Linked DNA regions of Mus musculus: region 2 is linked to region 1. A link is a contact called in public HiChIP or PLAC-seq data. All regions are on one chromosome and are shown on one strand. Each heading gives the region's core, a stretch centred on a gene start, on an enhancer-like site or on the middle of the called end of the contact. The rest is flanking DNA. Distances are from core to core; before and after follow the strand shown. Region 1 overlaps Inpp4b (inositol polyphosphate-4-phosphatase, type II). Region 2 overlaps Inpp4b (inositol polyphosphate-4-phosphatase, type II).

Evidence for each region. HiChIP or PLAC-seq counts read pairs in DNA pulled down with a chosen protein or histone mark.
Region 2: a contact with region 1 is called in a BATF HiChIP or PLAC-seq map of CD8 T cells, with 11 read pairs. The contact joins two enhancer-like sites. A contact is called at or near these places in 1 of 15 datasets of contacts at CTCF or cohesin (CD8 T cells), 3 of 484 Hi-C or Micro-C datasets (cortical neurons and regulatory T cells), 2 of 115 datasets of contacts at active chromatin or transcription factors (CD8 T cells and Th2 cells) and 2 of 9 other capture datasets (adipose tissue and liver).

Annotation. Positions count from the first base shown.
Region 1 is chr8:81,634,783-81,637,857 of GRCm38.p6, forward strand. All of the region lies in intron 2 of Inpp4b (inositol polyphosphate-4-phosphatase, type II), which reads left to right. Among named protein-coding and RNA genes, the nearest start is that of Gm51582, 290 kb to the left of the region's middle. Within about 2 kb of position 1,604, at least 33 of the 459 cell types and tissues checked have an H3K27ac peak or open chromatin away from gene starts, as enhancers often do. A contact at or near this core is called in CD8 T cells, Th2 cells and regulatory T cells, where this site is marked.
Region 2 is chr8:81,734,309-81,737,383 of GRCm38.p6, forward strand. All of the region lies in intron 3 of Inpp4b (inositol polyphosphate-4-phosphatase, type II), which reads left to right. Among named protein-coding and RNA genes, the nearest start is that of Gm51582, 390 kb to the left of the region's middle. Within about 2 kb of position 1,508, at least 18 of the 459 cell types and tissues checked have an H3K27ac peak or open chromatin away from gene starts, as enhancers often do. A contact at or near this core is called in CD8 T cells, Th2 cells and regulatory T cells, where this site is marked.

The DNA.
Region 1 (3,075 bases), core at 354-2,853:
TGTGCTATTTGCTTCCTATCGTGTAAAGGTCATGTGCAGTGAACAGTTCTGTTTTGCAAAATCCTCAGTTTCAGATGAGAATGGTGTTGTTTAGATTTTGTTTAAGTATACAGAAAGATATTCCAGTGTGGTTTAAAGTTGATAGAAGGTCATAAAAATGATACATTTTTTTAAAAGAATGGTTCCATCTTAAACTTGTACCCAATTCAGTTTTATACTATTTTCTTCAAATTTTATTGGTAAATTATGAAATAATTTGAAGTATTTATTTGGAGTGATTTTGAAGCTATTTGGAAACAATTCTTCAATTAGAGAGCTGCTTTAATTTCCTCCTGCATTTTCAGCTAATAGCTAGTTGCTAAGGCTTGGTAGGCATTCTCCCCCATGCCTGCTTCTCTCTTCTTTCCACTGGTAATTTTTTCCATTGTTCATGAGAGCAACATCTTGTATGTAGTTCTCCAGTCTCTGTACAAGGTGAGTATGCTGGACTTCCTTTAAGGACCCTATCACTCCACTCTCTCATTGCAATAAGAACCTATTTCTCCCACTGCCCATTGCCATCACCTTCAGAACCAGTGATGACTCAGAACTCGCCAATTTTAGTCAAAATTTACTACTTGCATTTTCCTGCACAATCTATGGACTACACTCATTGTCCTGATATTTAAGTGTTATTGACTTGATCACTTCTTTTAAAACTTTAAAAATATTAGCCAACATGGCAATGTTGTCACTTACATTATAACACAACCTCTATGCAACTGTTCAGTGGTCCCTGGTTACAAGACAAAATCAGTGTGTGAGGAAACAGAGCAGGAGACATACCCAATGTGAGTAGTCACTACTTGTTAAAAGTTGATCACAGTTGTTAAGTGCATGCATTTTAGCACAACCCTACAGTAAATCTGTATAAAATGTGGGGACTACAAGTGGAACAGAACAAATCACATCACAGAACAAATACATAGTGTGCTGAGGGGAGTCTGGATATGCTCAAAGTGGATGTCCAAGGCCGTGTGTGTGTGTGTGTGTGTGTGTGTGTATGTTTGTCTGTGTGCTTGTGTGTGTATGTGTGTGTGTGTTATAAATGCAGTTCAATTATCTTTCCACTTTTTGCTGATAAGCATAATCAAACTCAACTAGCAGCAACATTCTCATGCTTCTAAAGAGTCATTTCAATTTTGGGCAAAGGCCAATGACCACAACTTTAAATTGCACATTAAAACAGGGTCTATCTCATTTCTGTAGCTGGGATAAGGCACTTTGACCAAAAGTAACTTAGTAGGTAAAAGCTTCTATTTGATTTATGTTGTCAGGTCATAGTCCATCACTGCTGGAAGTCCAGGCAGGAAATCAAAGTCAAGCCTACTTTCTATTTTATGCAGTGTTTCTCTGGACTAGGTAACTAAAGCGCATCCAAGTGAGTACAGCAGAAACTCCAGGGGAAAGGTGCTTCTTGACTCATGGAGGCTCATCCTCAGCTGGCTTCCTCATACAGCTCAGGACCTCCTGTCCAAAAAATTATAACACCCACAGAGGGCTGAGCTCTCCATTGCCAGTTAGAAATCAAGACAATCCCCCACCCACATGGTTACAGGCCAATTTGGTCTAGGGAATTCCCCAGCTGTGTTTCCCTTCTGAGAAATCAAGTGTGTGTGAAGTTGACAGTTGAAGCTAGAATAAGCAGTAACTTGGTTTCAATAAAACTGCATATCTAGCTATCTGATAATGGTTGCTAACATTTAGATCAGTTAACAAAGGTGTAAATAGATTATTTTAAGTACGTAAATTTTTTTGTTTCAGTGTCATGTAATGTAAGACACTAAGTATTGAATGCCAGCCACACATATTATGAACATGAGTTTTGATTCTAAGAATAACATTTGACTTAGACCTTTTGCTTCCTTAACATCACCAGAGAATGTATATGCAAACAACAAATGAGGAAAGGCCCTACCCTGAGGTACTTGGCCAATAAAATAAATGTTTGAAGTCAAGCCATTGCTCATTTCAAAGTCAGTGGATAAATAATGCTTGCCCGTCTGCTGTCTGTGGCAACAACAAAGCTTAGATTGCCTGACAACAGATAGGAACACAAATGTAATATAAAGTTAGCCTTCCAAATTTCATGAAAAACAACAAAAATTAAAACTTATGAAAGGTAAGGACAGAATTATTGGTTTTGAAAAAAATATTCTTACTCAAAACAAACTATTTATTATATTGTATGTTAAGTTTCATTTTATGCCTTACATAGAAAAACAAAATCAAGGAAGATGAAGTTTCATACATCCAAAGCCACATATAATATTATTTATGTACTGAGTCATTCCTAGGGTTGGGCAGAAAGATTTATTATTTTGGCTGAGTTTTGGAGTAGATACAATAAATTTTTAGATAAAGGAGCAACTATGGAAGCAAAATAATATATTTTCAAAATTATAGGTGAGCTAGTATATTATGTACTTTGGAAAAAACATGTTTATTGAGGGAATTTTCATAGACTTTTATAGAGAGGAGAGTTACCAAGACTCTCTATGTCCCATGACTCTTTTTCCTTAGAGCCAAAGTGGGCAGCAGCTATCTCTCTCTTTTTCATTCCATTTTTATTAGGTATTTTATTCATTTGCATTTCAAATGCTATCCTGAAAGTCCCCCATACCACCCTCCCCTACCCACCCACTCCCATTTCTTGGCCCTGGTGTTCCCCTGTACTGGGGAATATAAAGTTTTCAAGACCAAGGGACCTCTCTTCCCAATGATGGCTGACTAGGCCATCTTCTGCTACATATGCAGCTAGAGACCCATAATCAGCCTCCAAAAGCAGACACCATTGCAATATGCCAGCAAGATTTTGCTGAAAGGACTCTGATATAGCTGTCTCTTGTGAGGCTATGCTGGTACCTGGCAAACACAGAAGTGGATGCTCACAGTCAGCTACTGGATGGAACACAGGGCCCCCAATGGAGGAGCTAGAGAAAGTACCCAAGTAGCTAAAGGGGTCTGCAACCCTATAGGTGGAACAACAATATGAACTAACCAGTACCCCAGAGCAGGTGTCTCTTATCAGTCAGG
Region 2 (3,075 bases), core at 258-2,757, 99 kb after region 1:
GTGGCTGATTTTACATTGAAACAACTAAGTTGAGCATTTTTGTAACGACAACAACAAAAATAAGGCCCACAAACCATTTGCTTTTTCTTTAATTTTTGTTCTGTTCTCGGTGCCGCAGGACCAGCCCAGGACCTTGTACACTTACCGTAGGAATAGACAATGTTCATATCTGCCTTAGGCAATTATCTTTTGTCCTTATTAGAAGCAAGAGGAAATGAAGTTAACTTCTATTTTCTTTGTGCCATCCTGGAGCTGCTCATTTATTTCATAGACCTGCATGTGTCTGTTATGCTTGAAGAACTTCTCTTAAGGTTTTTTGAAATGCTGATAATGAGGTTGTCATTCATTATTTCTGGATAAGAGCTGTTAGCACACAACAGCACTTAGCAGTTGCTTCCTCCTTGTGTAGAATGCTGGGTTGATGGGTTTTCTAATTTCAGAACACAGAAGACACCATTTGTTTTTTTCTGTAATGCATAGCTTCTAGCGTGAAGCCATTGTGTTTCTCAACTTGTTTTCTTTTGCTTGGATTTTCCCTGTGATTGGTGTTCAATGCTATGAATAAGACTTATACTGTGTGTGTGTGTGTGTGTGACAGAGAGACAGAGACAGAGAGACAGAGAGATACAGAGAAAGATAGAGAGACATAGAGAGAGAGAAGAGAGAGAGAGAGAGAGAGAGAGAGAGAGAGAGATATGCCTACTGGTGTATAGGGGTCTATTATCTTTTATAATGTTTGCTGAGCTTGGATATGTGTGTCAATGCCTTTAATCATTTTTGGAGCAATCTCAGTCAGTACTGCCTCAAATATTTGCTCCATTCTCTCCCCTGAGAGATAGAATGTGCTTGGTGTTGTCACCCACATGTCACCAGTCTCTTTGCTTTCCATGACTCTGTTTGGGTGGATTCTACTGACCTATGTTCTGGTTTCCTAGTTTGTAGGTTATGACACAGTTATACATCAGTCTGCCAGAAACAGTCTTCATTGTGCTACTCAGTGTATTTTACATTCTTAATATTAACTTTATTTGTTTTGCTGTTTCTGTCTTTGCTAACATTTCTCATGTAGTTGTGTAGAATTTTCTGCTATAGCCTCAGAATTATCTCTTTTGATTTGGTTTTTGATCGTTTCAGCATTTGTGTACTGTCTAGATCTGACTTTTTAGATGACATTCCTACATTTTTTTCTTAAAATAATTTTCTTGTTTTAGCTCCCCCTCCCTGCTTCTTCTGCTCTTCCCCTTGTTCTTCCCATCCTCTTCCTCCTCCTTTCTTCCTCGTTTTTCTCCTGCTCCTTTCCCTGCTCCTCCTACTTTTCCTTGTTCATTTACCTCTTCTTCCTTATCTGTGTGCTATGTAGAACAGTTGAGTCTCAGCAAAAGAGTGTTCATGACTAGAGGTAGACATCCCAGTTTTACTTCTAAGCCTTTACTGTTTGTACAGAGGAGGTGGAATCAGTCTAGTAAGTAGCTTAGCAGGGCTTTGGTATAGTTTCTATGACAACCCTCAGTGCATAACTGAACTAACTGCATGTTCCTTTGGTGTTGCTATTACTTAGTAGAGGGAGGGCTGAATGAATGGAAACTTTGCTCTCTGCTCTCAACTTTAGGCTTTTGCTGGGAGAGAAGTTCACTGTTCAATGCTGTCGTGTCTCTACTAGTGGTGTGCAAGTATCATTAGCACTCGGTAGTCTGTTGAGGTGGGGGTAGGAGTCAGGTAGGAATGTCCTCTACTATCTTCTTAGAGCCCACACCTTAGAGCCCACACCACATAGTAAGCTCTTTGATCTTGGAGCACTGTAATAAAGCATGTGAAAGTCCTTACTGACCCTGTCTCCTGAGATTTCCCTCTCTTTATCTGTTTCCACTACATAATTGCAATGGGTCTAGGTGTGTAGCATCATGGACGGACCTGTTATTTCTGCACTGTTTGGATGTGATGAGGGTAGTGCTATGTTCTTTTTCTGAGATGACTGCTCTTCCTCCCATGGGTATGTGTCACAAAGAGGTGCAGTCTCTAGACACCCACTCAGCTCTGTGGTGTTTTTTTTTATAAGTACCTGAGTGATGCCTAAGACAGAGAATCTATTAATGAGTCTAGACAACCCTTGACTTGTGGGTCTTGTATATCTGATGCTACCTCTGAACTGACTATTAGTAATTCATCAAACATTCTGACTGAGTTTTTACTACCAGTGTGTGGCCTGGCATTCTTCTCCTCATTCTTGGTCCAATGTGTTTTCTAGATTCAGATTGATTGATGACCTTTCAACATTTTTGGAAAGTTTTGATTGTATACATTGCTGACTTTTTCTTGACATAGGGTAAGGCTCTTTCTCTTAAGTCTTTGCAAATGGAAGCTTGAAAGTTCTGTGTCTATTTTCTAGATGTGTATTCTGGTTTTTTTCATTGCTACAGTATTGTTTGTTCACAGACAATACTGTTATAATAATAATAATAATAATAATAATAATAATAATAATAACAACAACTGTTACTGTTGATAGATATCTTTGATTTGCATTACTCTTATAACAGATGCTGACCAAAATCAACTTGAGGAGGGGTTTACTTCAGTGTATATGTGCCGATCATAGGATCCATATCAAGGTAGGGACTCAAGGAAGAAATATAGAGGAAGAACTAAAGCAGAGATCATGAAAGAATGCTGCTTATTGTCTTTGTCTTTAATATTTGGCCAGCTTGCTTTCTTGGTCACCCCAGGGCCACCTGTTCAGTGGTGCCACTGTCTATGTTGTCCTTGTCTCTCCTACATCAATCGTTAACAAAAAAATAGTCTCACAGACTTGCAGAAATCCCAGTTTTATGGAGGCATTTTCTCAATTATGATTCCTTCTTCCTAGATATGTTGAGGTTTTTGTCAAGTTGAAAAAAAACACTAATTAGAAATATGGATTTATTGATCTTTACTTATGTGGTCTGAGCTTTTCAAGGTGGATTGGGAAATTTTCCCTATATTTAATTTATGAATATGTGAATATATCTTTTTTCTCAACAGGAAATAAGGTCATTTTGGAGAGCATACTAAAGTTCCTACAGCTTCCTGTGTGACCCT